2 separate regions of the Scylla paramamosain genome follow, and region 2 is linked to region 1. A link is a contact called in public Hi-C data. All regions are on one chromosome and are shown on one strand. The core of a region is the stretch at or near the end of the contact, and the rest is flanking DNA. Distances in the headings are between cores, read along the strand shown.

Evidence for each region. A called contact is a pair of places that touch in the nucleus more often than the background predicts.
Region 2: a contact with region 1 is called in a Hi-C map of muscle, with 3 times the contacts expected there. The contact joins two enhancer-like sites. A contact is called at or near these places in 2 of 2 Hi-C or Micro-C datasets (muscle and testis).

Annotation. Positions count from the first base shown.
Region 1 is chr1:30,454,287-30,461,958 of ASM3559412v1, forward strand. LOC135103411 (F-box only protein 11-like) reads left to right here. Exons shown (of 14, transcript XM_064009607.1): 13 at 1,341-1,548; 14 at 1,802-6,027. The coding sequence ends at 1,934. Among protein-coding and RNA genes, the nearest start is that of LOC135103411, 24 kb to the left of the region's middle. Within about 2 kb of position 3,830, the one cell type or tissue checked has an H3K27ac peak away from gene starts, as active enhancers do.
Region 2 is chr1:30,583,412-30,591,083 of ASM3559412v1, forward strand. It overlaps LOC135104634 (protein held out wings-like), which reads left to right. Exons shown (of 12, transcript XM_064012198.1): 6 at 5,636-5,752; 7 at 6,274-6,417; 8 at 7,037-7,127; 9 at 7,533-7,595. Among protein-coding and RNA genes, the nearest start is that of LOC135103480, 26 kb to the right of the region's middle. Within about 2 kb of position 5,005, the one cell type or tissue checked has an H3K27ac peak away from gene starts, as active enhancers do.

The DNA of each region.
Region 1 (7,672 bases), core at 2,580-5,079:
TTTTTGTCAAGACTCTAACATTGCAACATGTGGGAAGAAATTCTTACCATATTAATAAATGGAAATGGCTTTCTTTGAAATGCATTTAGTGATTTAAAAAATTTTTGGTTGAGTGTTTTTTTATGCTAAGGCATCTCATGCTATAAACTGTAATTATTTATTTGAGATCTTACCAGCTTAGGAGTGGGTCTTTGAAATATGTTAATAGAGGTTGTTACATGTGCAATAATGATTTGGCTTTGATGGAGCAGAAGTTGTCTTTATAGCTAGAATTAGGAGTGAGGTGAGGAAATTCAGAAAGTCAGTGTTCCTCTCAAAAGTGAAAAGATTTTCCCTTGTAATGAAAAGGAGATTGTGTAATGAAAAGGAGATTGTACCTCCAGTGTGATCCTTTATGATAATGAAATTTAGTTTGTTAAAAGTAGTGACTTGAGTGTATGTGGGCCAAAGTAAGCATTATTAGGATTCATTTTTAGGAGGGTTAAAAATAGAAGACCCAAAGTAATACTAAAGTTATATTTATTGCTGGTCAGACCTCATCTAGACCACGCTGTGCAGTTCTGGTCTCCACATTACAGAAAGGATATAGGTCTATTAGAATCAGTACGAAGAAGAATGACTAAAAGGATACAGGGAATGAGGAGTATTCCTTATGAGGTGAGATGGAAACTGCTAAATTTACATTCTTTAGAGAGATGTAGGTTAAGAGGGGACCTGATAGAAGACTTTAAGTGGTGTAATGGTTATAACAAGGGGGACTTAAGCAAAATTGTTAGGATCAGCAATCAGGACAGAACAAGAAATAACAGGTTCAAGATTGAAAAAATTTAGGTTTAAGGAGATAGGAAGAAATTGATTCTCAAATAGAGTGGTAGATGAATGGAACGGACTCAGTAATCAAGTTGTTAGTGCTAAGACATTAGGGACCTTTAAGAGAAGATTAGACGGATTTATGGATGGGGATGATAGATGAAAATGGGTAGGTATATTTCATACAGGGACTGCCACGTGTAAGCCTGGTGGCTTCTTGCAGCTTCCCTTATTTCTTACGTTCTTATGTTCTTATGAAATAGATGTGTAAAGCTCTAAGAGATGGCCCAGTAATGGTGGAATTAAAAAGAAACATTGTGAATGCATTTAACATGTGAGTGATTATGACAATGAAATTGTGTTAGATTTGGCCATGTGAAGATAATGGGTGATAATGACTGAATTTTAAGTCAAGAGTTGCATGCCAGTCAGTAGAGGGAAGATAGGATAGGAATTGCAAAAGCAAGCAACAACACAGAACTTACCTGCAAAAATAAGATGCCTTTCATAATTCTGTCTTCAAATTCCAGGCAATAAGATATTCAGTAATCATGATGCTGTGGAAAAAGCTGTATCCAGTGGTCAGTGCCTCTATAAGATATCTTCTTACACAAGCTTCCCAATGCATGACTTTTTTCGGTGCCGCACATGCAATACAACTGAACGGAACGCCATATGTGTGAACTGCATCAAGACCTGTCACAACGGACATGTGGTGGAGTTCATACGGCATGACAGGTAAGTGTCAAGGGTGGCTGTGTTTCAAGGGAGATGTTGGCTAGTCTCTCTCTCTCTCTCTCTCTCTCTCTCTCTCTCTCTCTCTCTCTCTCTCTCTCTCTCTCTCTCTCTCTCTCTCTCTCTCTCTCTCTCTCTCTCTCTCTCTCTCTCTCTCTCTCTCTCTCTCTCTCTCATATGTAAAGTATTTGACTCATTCCCACATATTTCAAGGTGTGTCTCAGGGTCTCACTTTCAATCTTGATACTGTTTATAGGTTTTTCTGTGACTGTGGTGCTGGAACCCTCAACAACCAATGCCAGCTGCAGGGGGAGCCCACGCAGGACACAGACACCCTCTATGACTCTGCTGCGCCCATCGAATCACAGTCACTGATGGCAGAGGTCTAACTACCGGCTGGGAGCATCACCATAATGTAAAGTTTGTATTTAGACTCTGCCTCGGATGCCCACCAGCCTTTTGGTTTATGATCAGTATTTAGAAAAGCAGGATTAGTGTCTTCATGCACTTTACTTGTAACTAAACACAAAGTATTGGAAAGTTTACATAGACTATATTACCCACCTTTGTACTGTGATTTGTCCACACCACCCATAGCCATATAGTGGATTATATTTCTATTGCTATGAATTATCTGTGGACTTAAAAACGCTTAATGTTATGCAGTATATGAAAGCGTTCTGCACTTTCTGGAAACTCAGTGCCGTGGAAAAAAAAGAAGAGAGAAGAAAAATCTCAAGGAAGTGAATGTAGTCTGATTTTATCCTGCTTGACCTTCACAAAAGCCTTTCTTTTAATAGAGTGATGATTGATGTGTATCACATCAGATTATGACGTGATGACGTCCGTTCGTTGTCAGATATTTCCTGCACAAGGTGGAAATATTTTGTAAGTAAGGACTAGGAACAATTATTTTGTGTGGAACCATTAGAGATAAAGCTTGTTTATGCCATCATTGTGTACAATGCAGTGGTGATGGTGATTGGCACAAAAACCAATATGGACTAAGCACAAGAGTGGTTCTCTACCTACAGGATTTCTTTGCTTACATGAGTACCAGTGATGTATATAGCTGCTGTTTGGATGTGTGAGGGTGTGTATATATGTGTTGAGTACAGAAAATCCAACCTGTTCCTTGCCTGTATCCATGAGGCATGGATCATTTTGCAATGTTATGATTGAGTACAGTTCATAATTAGATAATAAGATGTTAAGATTTTTATATAATAATCTTTGAAAAAAAATCAATATGCAGTAATTGTAGTTGTTTCTCATAATTTCCCATGTTTTTGTTTGGAAGATCTGTTGTATTATTTTGCATGTGGAGTTAAGTTGCATTTTTATAATGTATTTTTGAGCCTCTAAGGATATTTGTTGTATCAATTTTGTTAGAAATTTTATATTGCATTGGAACACTACAGATAACTGTGATTAAAACCAAAATAAAAACTTAGTGTAACTGCACACCACCTGGGAGCAGCCAGGACAATAGAGCAGTGGCTTTCTTCTCCCCAGACAGTAAAGTTTTATGTCTCCCTGCTGGCGTAGGTAGGATATCTGTGCAGCTTTATAAAAAACAACAACAAAAAAAACAAAAAAAACATGGATTTAGATAGTGCCTTTATTTTTTCATTCAAGAGTTCGCATGTCCATCTAAAGGGTCTGAATCCATTGCTTTTCTGCAGTCCTCCCAGTGTCATCTGGCTCACAGAATGTTGCTCTACCCCAACCCAGCTCCTAATAGTTTCATCCCTAGCACCTTCATCACTCATAACCCCATTTGCTGCTGCCACCCATCACTCCTCATCTTCACCTCTCATTGCATCATCATACACTCACACTAGCATATACAGCAAACTCTCCTTTATCTATGGAAATTAACTTTTTTAAATGGTAAAAGTTAATTTCCCCAGAGATCATCCTAATGTGTCTAAGACAGGAAAGTTCCCTCCCTACTTCTCCCACCGCCTAATGATGCTACACCCAGCCTCATTCCACCCACGAGTGTGATGGCATCATGTGATGTCCAGAGTTGGTGTCAGCCACAGTAGGGTCACATATGGTCCAGTAATGTTATCCAGTATCCACCCAACTTAAACACTCAGCTGTGGCATGCCACTACTGAAAGCTCTGGGTTCACATTTGTGTCATTCAGATTACCCTGAACAATAAGACTCAGACACATGCCTTTCAAGTACATCTGCAGACCAGAAAGCATCCTGGGGAGTTTTCAGCTGCAGTTAGCAGGAATACCACACAAATAATCCCTAGACAAGACACTTGTTGAAAACTGAGTGGCTGCCTGTGCAGGAGAGAGTATTGCACACTGGTGGTCTTGACTCGGTCCAGCAAACCTTGAGCTATGTGTGATGCAATTCCAGTTTTGCTATTTTATTTGTTTTTGTTGATCATGAATTGTCATTATTATAAGCCAGCATCCATTAGGGTTCATTATCCCCAGGTGTACCTCAGTGTTTCCCCCTTGTGTCCCTTTCTTGTGGTTCCTCTTACATACCTCAGACTCCTCCCCTCAGCTGCCTGCAACTGTGTCCCTCCCTATGTAAGGAAGATTCCTTAGTAGTAGTAGTAATGTTACTGTTGCTCAATGTGCCATATATGTGTTTTAGGTTTTTGTTTTTTTCTGTCCCCATATTGAGTTCAAAAGGTGTATGTCCACGCTTTTAAAGAAATGCAAATTATATTGCAATTTAAAAATTCTTGAAGCCCAGAGAAGATACTCAGTTTTTTGTGTGTTTGGTTCAGTATGCCCGAGTGCCGTTAGTGGAGAAATGAATCCAACTTGTCCCTGTGAACCTGTCTCCCTAGGAAGTGAAGCACCAGCTCTATGAGGGAAGTGTCCTGTTTGGAGATTTTAAAAAAGGAAGTGTGTAGTGCACAACCAGAATCTGTAATACATTCATAGTTGAAGTATTACCTTTGTGTTCAATTGTGCTTCCATGATTAAAGTAATTGGGCTCCCACTTCCTTAATCATTGAGGAAAACATCTGACCTCATTTATGGGAGATCAAATTTGGCAATTAGTATTGTCAAGAGACTGACGCAGCTTATTTTCTCTCTTCACATTGCTATCTCAGCATCTTTTCTCACTTTTGGACACTTCATACGCCAGTATGTGTTTGCTTACATGTTAGTTTTCTTCCGCAAGAAATGATAGGCATTCGTTTTAGAATGCACATCTTATTCATGTGTACTTAGTGTGCAGTTGTAAGACTGAGCAAATGACTGTGACAGTAAAGATGCAAAATTGAATGCTTGCACTTTAGTCTGTTGACAAAATATGTATATTTATTTCTTTTGATTGTTATTATGATGTGTTTGAAACATTTAACTGCTATGCATTTTTTAACGCAAAAAATGTGTTCCTTTGAGATTGTATATTACATTGTGTGCAACCCAAATTCAGTGCATGTTACGTATTTAGGAGCAAGTTTCAAATGATTTTGTATCTTTATCTGACACAGTTGAGTGTATCCTAAGTCTGCCTGAGTGAGTCATGCATAAGACATTGCCAGTGGTTAGGCTTAATGGAACTGGTGTAGTGTCATACTTCATCCTGAAAAAACACACAAATAAATTTACTTATATTTTCCTGGGTATGTAGTTTGAGTTGGGAGATGTGTGTTGCATCTTGTACTCAGCTAATGATTGGTGATCAAACTAGTGTTGATATGGTAGCTTTGTGTGGCGTCTGAGGTAATACTACGTAGTGTGTGCAAGTACTAAATTTGGACCGCAGATAATGGTCACTACAGATGTTAGTTGAGTACAAAATGGAGTTATAATGTACCCAGGTCCCTGTTGTACCTCAGGCTGGAGTTTTGTAAGACTTCTGAGTAAAATAGTTCATAGGTAATTGGAAAAGCATGTGTTTTTTACTCTTTGATAGTGGTAAAGAGAAGTATATATTATATACAAAAAAGAGCTTGGCAAGACATCATCTATGAAGTAGAGTGCAAGCCTAGCCCAGGCCTGCATCCACCATGAGCCTCCGAGTGCGCTGGACACACCTGACGGAGGAAAGTGACGTCAGGGCTTTACCGAACAGTTTTAAAAGAAGGGTGAATCCTTCAGTACACTGGAACTACTTACTGCTGTGATCCTGTATTGCCAACCTTGACGAAAGGAAAAAGAACACCATTTTTATTTTGTAGATGAGCAAACCAAGTGTACGTAGACATGCTTTTATTTTATTTTATTTCCTTGGCCAACGATAGATAACAATTCAGTATGTGAAAGATAGGCCTCATTCCACATATCGATGTAGTCTAGGAATTCACCACAGGAGGACAGTTATTCAGGCCAAGTACCTCATTTCCAGGACTATCTGGAAGGCCTTTACAGCAGAACTATTTCAGGGGTCCTTAGATGGTACAGCAGCAGGGGACCGAGGGCGTCATCAAATGATGTGCACTGTATAAAGGGCCTAAACATGTATATACAAATAAAAACTCTGAATCTAAGGTTTGTTTTAAGGCTTTTGGGGATAAAAGGTTAGATGCAAGTTTTCTCCCTTTCCTGAAAGAATGAGAGGTTATTGTTCAGTTTTTTTAAAAGAAACATTAACTTTTTATTACCATGCAAGCATCACTAAAAATTAACACTTTATTCTCTCACGTGTTCTGTAGCTCTCCCCCTCACACCTTGCCAATTTATTTGTTCTCGGATTACTTTCTCCACTAGTATCTATCTGCTTGGGTGACATCAGAAATTAAATGTATCCAGTCCAACAAATCCATCTTATATGTTGCTGCAAGCCCATCTGTATAGTACAACGAAAGCATTAGGTGTAATTAATTCACTCAACTTTTGAATCATGGGGCCTCTTCCTGGTCATACCGTTATTATCCTGTATTTTGTCAGTTACTTCTTGATTGCCTTGTAAAAGTAACACTTTTTACGCCCCAAGTCTAGATTTTCTTGGCTGCCTTTATACCTTCTATACCTAACATCAGGTCTTTTTTTGCCCACTCTTTATTCTGGTTAATATAAACATGACTGTAATAGCCTTAGTGCTACATGGTTGTTAGTTTGGTGCTTAAGACCCATACAGTTCAATTCAATCCAGTTTACTCAAATTCTCTCTCTCTCTCTCTCTCTCTCTCTCTCTCTCTCTCTCTCTCTCTCTCTCTCTCTCTCTCTCTCTCTCTCTCTCTCTCTCAAACGACGACGCCACACGAGCAAGTTGTCACAGCACAAAAAAAAAAAAAAATAAAAAATAAATAAATAAATAAAAAAAAAATAATAATAATTCATCCTCCCGTGAACGACGCTTATGCAGGTTTGAAGGATGCTGTGATCAAGTTTTCAACTTGATATCGCGGCGTGAGATCCTTTGGAGATTTGTGAACAGAAAGCATGGCAAAGGAAAGTACTGTGTTCATACACTACAGTTTGCAACACACACACATTCCTGTGCCTCAAAACACACGCCAGAGCTTCATACAGGCGACTAGGGAGAGGAGATTGATGAGTCAGCCCTCTACCAGCCCGGCAGATGAAGTCTAAAAATGGTATTCAGGTTATTTCGGGAGGTGACCGCGGCGCCGTGAACACTTATGGCTCCAGTAGCTGAGTTCATCATCAAGGACAGCTCCACACTTACGCGTAAGATGTGCCATCGATGTGACACACTCCAGTTTACGGCAAAGCGGCCCACGAGTACACCGTCACGCGTCACGCCAACGTCACGCATTACACTTGCACCGGTTTCCTGTTGACACGCTGGGCCTCACATACTACAACTTATACGTACAGTGAGCTTAGGATGACTGCACTTTTCTTCCCTGCGTCATCACGTCTATAGCTTCTCTTCTCGTCATAAATGTATATTCCAAGGAAACATAAAGCATTAATCAAGAACGAAGGGAGAATGATTGATAGATTGCAAGTTTATCAAGTATGAAACAACTATGAATATTTTTTTCCTTAACTCTTACATGTACTTTCCTTCACGTCTTATATGTGTATTTCAACAAAACACGAATATTTAATTATGAATGAAGTGAGAGCGCCAGGAATTTTTTTTTTTTTTTTTTTTTTTTTTTTTTTACTTGAGGATTGCATGAGTCAAGTAGATGCGTCACCCACGTCACAGACTGAAAGCGT
Region 2 (7,672 bases), core at 3,755-6,254, 130 kb after region 1:
GTGTGGTCTGTAACTTGTATCGTCGGCTCACCACAACGTCAAAAAGCTTTGTTAATTAAGTGTGGCAGCGCGCGTGTCCTCTTCCGTGGCGCCTGGCAATATACGCACGCATTCTGTTCACACACACACACACACACACACACACACACACACACACACACACACACACACACACACACACACACACACACACACACACACTAGCCCTCAGCAAGGTTATGGCTGTCGTGACTAATGTTACAACTTGAAAGATTTTACAGTGCAGCGCGAGTTGGGGATGAAAATGGAACTTTCTTGCTCTCCTCCTCTTTCTCCTTCTGTACCTCCTATGCTCGCTCCTCGCACTCCTCCACCTGTTCCTCATGCCAAGGCCGACAGGAAAGGTTAGGAAAACACTAATTTATTCTTGGAAGATCAACATGTGACACACCCGTAAGGCATGGAAGAGAAAGTGCGTGTACGTAATGCCTATCCTCCTTGCTCCACGCCTTGCTGGTAATGCCCGGCGATTGGTGCTCAGGGCTGACCTGGGACCATATACTCTGAAACGCTTCTACGCCGCACCCCGACTACTTTTCAAAATTATCTACGTCGTTGATGTTACACGGGTTTTTAAGGATGTTTTCACTGTTCTTGTGAGATATTAACAAGATTTCCACATTATTAACTGAAGAAACACTCTTGAGACCCCAGCTAATCATCTTTGTAGCCTTTGAAAATAGTCGTGGTGAGAACACAACGTTTTTAAATACTGGCGCTGATGGTGTAAGTAAAGATGAGTTGATGGAGAGAGAGAGAGAGAGAGAGAGAGAGAGAGAGAGAGAGAGAGAGAGAGAGAGAGAGAGAGAGAGAGAGAGAGAGAGAGAGAGAAGTTTTATATTTGATTAGTACGCAAAGGTAGGTGACAAAAAAAAAAAGAGAAGTTATGTATTTAAGTCAACCAGCACATAGAGAGAGAGAGAGAGAGAGAGAGAGAGAGAGAGAGAGAGAGAGAGAGAGAGAGAGAGAGAGAGAGAGAGAGAGAGAGAGAGAGAGAGAGAGAGTTTGTGCAGTGAAAAATTGTACGGCATTGGATTTACTCGGAAGATCTTCAAGAGGGGAAAAAAAAAGAAAAAAAAAATGTATGGAAGTGAATGGGCTTTACGTTGATGTTGTAATAGCATTAGAGTGCAGTGATGGATGGACGGTATGAATGGTGTGAAGAAACGCCGGCAAGTGTTTTGTGTTGAGTCATTTCCCATGCCGAGTCACTGCACTGCTGAGCGCTGTTGACTCACCCTACCTACTCGTTAACTAGTGTCTTTACTGTGTTGAGGTTACGCATGTACAAACCTGCGCTTGAGACTGCATTCCCCAACGTTGACACGCCGTTTACAATTTAAAGTTGACACGCCATTTATGATTCAAAGTGGTCAGAAGTGAGAGACGTAGAATAGGAAACATAAATGACCGTAAGGAGGAAGAGGAGCAGAAGAAAACGAATGTATAATTTTAGTTAGATCTTAGAAAAGGGTAAGAAAAAAGAGAAGGAGGGTGAGGAGAAAAGGAAAGTTTAACGCTAGTTACATCATAGAAAAGAACAAGAAAACAGGAGGATGAATCGTGTTGTTTTCTCATCACAGCCTCATTGCGTATCTGAATCACTTGTAAATGTGTCTTTTTTATGTGGTATGACTCTGACTTGTTTCTTGGACTTACTGTAATCGAGCGTGACGCGTGCTTCAGTGGGCTAGGCGTTCTGGGTTCGTCTGGCGCCGTGAGGAGCACTGGCTGGCGCTTGGGAGGGGGAATAAAAAGAAAGCAGTTTTTTTTTTTTTTTTCAGTTGCTGTTAACATGTTAACACGTTGTTGGCGTAGCTTTTTTTTTTTTTTTTTTTTTTTTTTTTTTTTTGTGTGTGTGTGTGTGTGTGTGTGTGTGTGTGTGTGTGTGTGTGTGTTCAGGATGCAAAAGAAAAAAGAGAGAGAGAGAGAAAAAAAAAAAAGGAGAGCTGATCATGTGACTTGTGATGAGAAAACACAAGGTTCGTGGTTTGGGAGACAGGCTTTGATAAGGAGAGGGGGGAAAAAAAGGGGAGGATAGAGACTGACAAATAGGTAAATAAATAGATACAACTATATTTTAACATGGTCTAATTGTGATAAATTACTCTAGGCATCACAGTTGACTTGAATATCGAATGTTCTCGCTAAAAGAGCAGCGTTGAGTAATTATATTGATGTGAGTGTTGATTATACATTTATTTTATTTATTTATTTATTTTTTTCACTAGAAGGTAATTATCTCAAGGTTTCAACTGAGGAGGTCACCATTGAGACAGCAACGTGGCACAGCAGGGCGGAACACAATGCCCCCCACGCCAGGGAACGCTGGATGCGGGGAGCAACGCGGCGGCACCTTGTAAGGGAATTAAGACATGGCGTTCAGCATGGGAGACACCGGGATGGACTAGAGGGGACGAGGGGGGAACAGTGAGGCGCGTCATGGGCGAGTAAGAAGGGTACTGGGTGGAGCAGATGGTGTTTCCAGGCCCCGAGGTGTATAGTAAGAGGCGGTGGTGTTACAGTTTATATCTCTCACCACGACTATTTTCAAACGCCACATAAATGTTTGCCCGTGTTCTCAAGAGTGTTTCTCATTTTAATAACGTAGAAAATTTGTTAATCTGTCACTAGAACCGTAAAAATAAATAAATAAATAAATAAAACTTTAAAATAGTGTATCTTCAACTAAAACCTCTTGAAAGTAGTCAGAATGTGGAGTAGAAGCGTTTCTGGATACGGTAAAACACAGCTCTAAGGGAGGCAAGCTAAGTTAGGCTTACTCTTGTGCTCCCTTCCTAATCTCCACTCTCTAAAAGAATCTCGCACACACGTTAGGGTATGTGAGTTATGCTCCCTAAGGCCTGGGCGTATCCTAAACAGTTCCCTTCCTGCCGCTGCCAAAACTGAAAGTATATAAAGCACGGGATTACGCGGTCCGCTGAATGACGCCCCGCCAGCAACTGGTGAATGAGTCTCAAGGTTTTGTCTCTTACCTGAGCTGATGTTGACAAGCCGCCGACGGACCTGGCAAATGACATTGGCTTACTCTAAAATACAGCACTCTTCCTTTAAAATAGCGCTCTCTCTCTCTCTCTCTCTCTCTCTCTCTCTCTCTCTCTCTCTCTCTCTCTCTCTCTCTCTCTCTCTCTCTCTCTCTCGTACTATGCTTTCTTTGCAGTGCATGAGTGACATAATGACTTCTTTCCTTCCTTCTTTCTTTCTTTCTTTCTTTCTTTCTTTCTTTCTTTCTTTCTTCTTTCCTTCCCTCCCTCCCCTCTCTCCCTCCCTCCCTCCTGTATATGAGATAACAAGTGTTTCTTCTCGCTGTTCTCTGTCATATTTTGTACCTTGTCTATGGATTTTTTTTTTCCGCATCACTTTTTTTTTTTACACGAGTACTTCCTTACAGTTTACATGTAAGAACCTTTCCCCTTTTTTTCCGTGGTATTTATTTATTTATTTATTTTATTTATTTTTTATTTATTTATATTTATTTATTTATTTATTTATTATTATTATTTTTTTTTAATCCACCTTGTTTTATCATCTTCGCTTTTCCTGCATGTCGTTTTGGAGAGTTGGTACAGAAAGATATGGAAACGTTGTCATTTACTCTGCGTGTTTCCTCGACTTCTATGGCAGGACTAACTCCAGAGAGAGAGAGAGTGTCTCGGAATTGAGGGATGGATTCTAAGGCATTGCAACAGTGAGGTCATATGAATGTCTCAGGAAGGCAACAGTATGTGTCGGGAGTGAGGAAGGGAAAGGAGGAAGTGTGTGTCTTGGAGGCAGGAAGGGAGGGAAGGAGGGATGACAGGCTGTATTTGGGATGTTTGGTTATGAGAGTAAACACAAGGGAGGGAGGGAGGAGGGATACCCAGACGTCAGCTAACCCGCCCCCATAACCTCCCTTTCTCATCTCCAGAATCTCTCTCTCTCTCTCTCTCTCTCTCTCTCTCTCTCTCTCTCTCTCTCTCTCTCTCTCTCTCTCTCTCTCTCTCTCTCTCTCTCTCAAGTGAATCCATTGAAAAGGTTGGTCAGAGGAAGAGCCCAGTTTCGGCCTTTTCTCTTCTGCTACTTTCAGCAGGCTGTTGAGGGTTTCAGATGTTCTTTGTTGTCTCTAGTGATAATTTAACAAGGATTCTGTATCAATATTGGGAGAACACCCATGATAACCATATTATATTTGTTTGTTGTGTAGTGGCGCGCTTCTCTCATTGTCCAGCTGTATACTCGTAGTTGTTCAGCCCTCTTCAGCTTCGTCTGTTATTTTGTACTACTCGGCGGAGGTTTAAGATGTACCACATAACTCTCCAGAAACGACGTGATGTATGTTATTCGTTCGCGTCACATTCGGCTCAGCCATACCAGGCTTAAGTAGTATCCAGCGGGCCGAACCCAGTCAGACCAGTGACTGATGAACTCCTTTGACGGAAAGCTATGTGAACGATATCTGTTTCCATAACATAATAGTATGATTCTGATACGGACTATTAGAATGCATTTACGATAGTGAAAGTTTGTGTTTAGTAGAAGACAGGTTGGTGGGTCTTATCCGCGGAGCCAGCCAACCAACCAGCGCCCCCACCCTACCGCCGCCTTTCTTCCACCCTACGTTCCTCTGGGGCACCATGGCGTGGGCGAGCATTGCCAGAGCTCATTATAATGTAGGTCCGGACATTTGTTTACTACGTTATAGTAATTCAGAAGAAAGCGGTAAATGGGAGCGGTACAAAGTGGGAAGCGTATTGCATGAAGTGTGGCGGTGGTGGCGGCGGCGGCGGCGTAAGACTGGTCGGGTGCTGCTATATTTAGGAAGCCTTCTTGCTCACGCGCCTACCATGTATTAATAACTGCACAGCTGGTCGCCCGCACCCTCCGCCCGAACTTCCACGTGCACACACACACACACTTGTTTTGAAACCGGGTGACATGAATGTTATGTATTGTCTCACGTGGCCTATAGTGGTTCGGCGATTTGTGTTTTGCTGTTCTACGGAGGAGAAAAACGAACAGCGAGTAGTCAAGTCTGAGTAGCGAAAATAATTTTTATCTCAATGCAGCTCTTCGAGTTGATAATCTCACTCCACTAGATGCTTGTTGGAGTAAAGGTTAATGTTGTGCAGCTGCCGTGTTGTGACAGTGTGATGAGCAATACCGTACAGACCAATGGTCCAGGGGTCGCACCCTGAAGTGTTTCGGCGTCATCTCATTTCATCAGGCAGTAATGGAGGTTGGTTTTCAAGGATTTTTTTTTTTTTTTTATGATTCTTGTGAAAATTTAGCAAAGATTTTTCACTGTCGGCCGAAAAGAAAATCAGTAAACAAAAGCATTCGTGAGAACCTTATTATTAATGGTTTGAAAATGAATATTTTAAGTCTTAGTTTGAAAATAAGTGACCAGTCAGTTCTTCACTACAACTCCGTGATATCTTCTCTTTAGTCTATTGGTGAATCGAACTATTTAATCAGTCTCCTATTAGCCCCAGTCATACATGATTCACCATACCATTTAAAGTGTGTGATAGAGACTAGCTTTTCAGTTTATATTAACTCAATTTGGAAATAATTAATGTTCTTTTTTTTTTTCCAGTTTAACTTCGTGGGTCGAATACTGGGTCCACGGGGCATGACGGCCAAGCAACTGGAGCAGGAGACAGGATGCAAGATTATGGTGCGTGGCAAAGGCTCCATGCGGGACAAAAAGAAGGTAAGTCACAGTAGGGTGAGATGTACCTCTAGTATATGTTTTATCTTTTCATTCTTCAGGATAAATTCATACCATTAGATCATGCAAGTCATCTTGACTTTTCCTTTTTAAACATGAATTAAAGGGAAAAAAAAATAAATAAAAAAAAAAAAAATATATATATATATATATATATATATATATATATATATATATATATATATATATATATATATATATATATATATATATATATATTAGATAGATAATGAAAATGGACATGCCTTAGTTTATTTTACATTGCCTGGTATGTAAAGACAACAACCCATTCAGTGAACCTGGAGTTGCAAAGAGGAGAGGAGGATCTTTAGTGTTGTGTTGGGATTGCTGACCTTTACTGCTGTCACTAATCCTCTTGCATGACTTTGTAAAGTAACATGTCACTAGTGTGTGTGTGTGTGTGTGTGTGTGTGTGTGTGTGTGTGTGTGTGTGTGTGTGTGTGTGTGCACATGCTTATAACTAAGTATCATATTTGTCTCAGGAGGAGCAGAATCGTGGGAAGCCTAACTGGGAGCACCTGAATGAAGACCTTCATGTCCTTATCAGTGTTGAGGATTCAGAGAACAGGGCCAAGATGAAGATCCAGCGTGCCCTTGAAGAAATCCGCAAGCTGCTGGTGCCATCCGTAAGTACCTGTGGCTTTCTCAGTTATTTCCCATCTCATCCCATCAGTGTTACCTTTACTGAGAAATTGTATGTCATATTAGATATCAAAGTGGATGGTAATACTTCATCCAATCCCCTTATTTTGTATATCCTTCCATAAGCCTGCATGCATATCAATATTTTATTGTATCTTTTGTGATACATTAATTTAATTTAGGTAGCTCATCTTTATTCTTTCTCTCAGTCTTTCTCATAACTAAAGTTTCACCACCAATACTTATCTCTTTCACTGCAGTTTGACACATTGTTCCTTAATCACAAATCATATGGGGACATTTTTGTTCTACTGCTACTTTTAATTATTATAGAGGATAGACATTGGAAAATACATTATTTTTCTTATAGATTCTTGTATAGATTTTGCACAGTCCTTTTAGTGCTCCACATTGTCACATATTGTGGTGAGAAAGTTGACAAATACACACTATCCTCCAGAGTTGTAGGCAGGACATTTCATCCTTACAGACACCACTGAAGTAACTAGTGCTGAGAGGCATGAGAGAATGTCTTGTAGTGTTATGTCATTTATTTCTTGTTTACTTTTTTGGTGTGGGTCTCACAGTGCCTCCCCTCCACAGGCCGACGGTGAGGACGAGTTGAAGAAGCGGCAGTTGATGGAACTCGCCATCATCAACGGCACCTACAGAGATTCCTCGAGTAAGAACCCAGGTAGGCTTTACCTGCCTATAATTCTTTTCTGTTGAGCCTCTCATTAATATTACATTACCTATATTTCCTGCTGGTCCCCTTGCTTTAATGATAATTAGAGTTAGTAAGTATGAAGTGTTTTCATGCACTGTGTGTTTGTAATGCTTGGCCCTTCATGTAGTAAGAAATTTACCTTAAAATATTTAAGTGAGATTTGAACTTCTTCCTTTTGTCCGACATTCAGCAACGTCGGTCTGGTCCAGCATGTTGCCTCACTCCCTCTACTGGTCCAATACAGTCGACTCGTTAGAGTGGCCACCTCCTAACATTGGCCACTTACGTACATGTGAACTAAACCCATTTAACCCCATTTAACATTGATTGCAGTCACTCATGTTGCTTTTTATTTTGGCCATTTTCTTACAGTGGCCTTTTTTGCCTCTGCCCAGAGCAGCCACTATAACGGGGCACGACTGTACCCAGTTAACGGTATAGTACTCTTACCGTTTTAAGTCATTATTTCCTTTATTTTTAATTTTAACTTCTTTTAATGTACCAATAGCTAT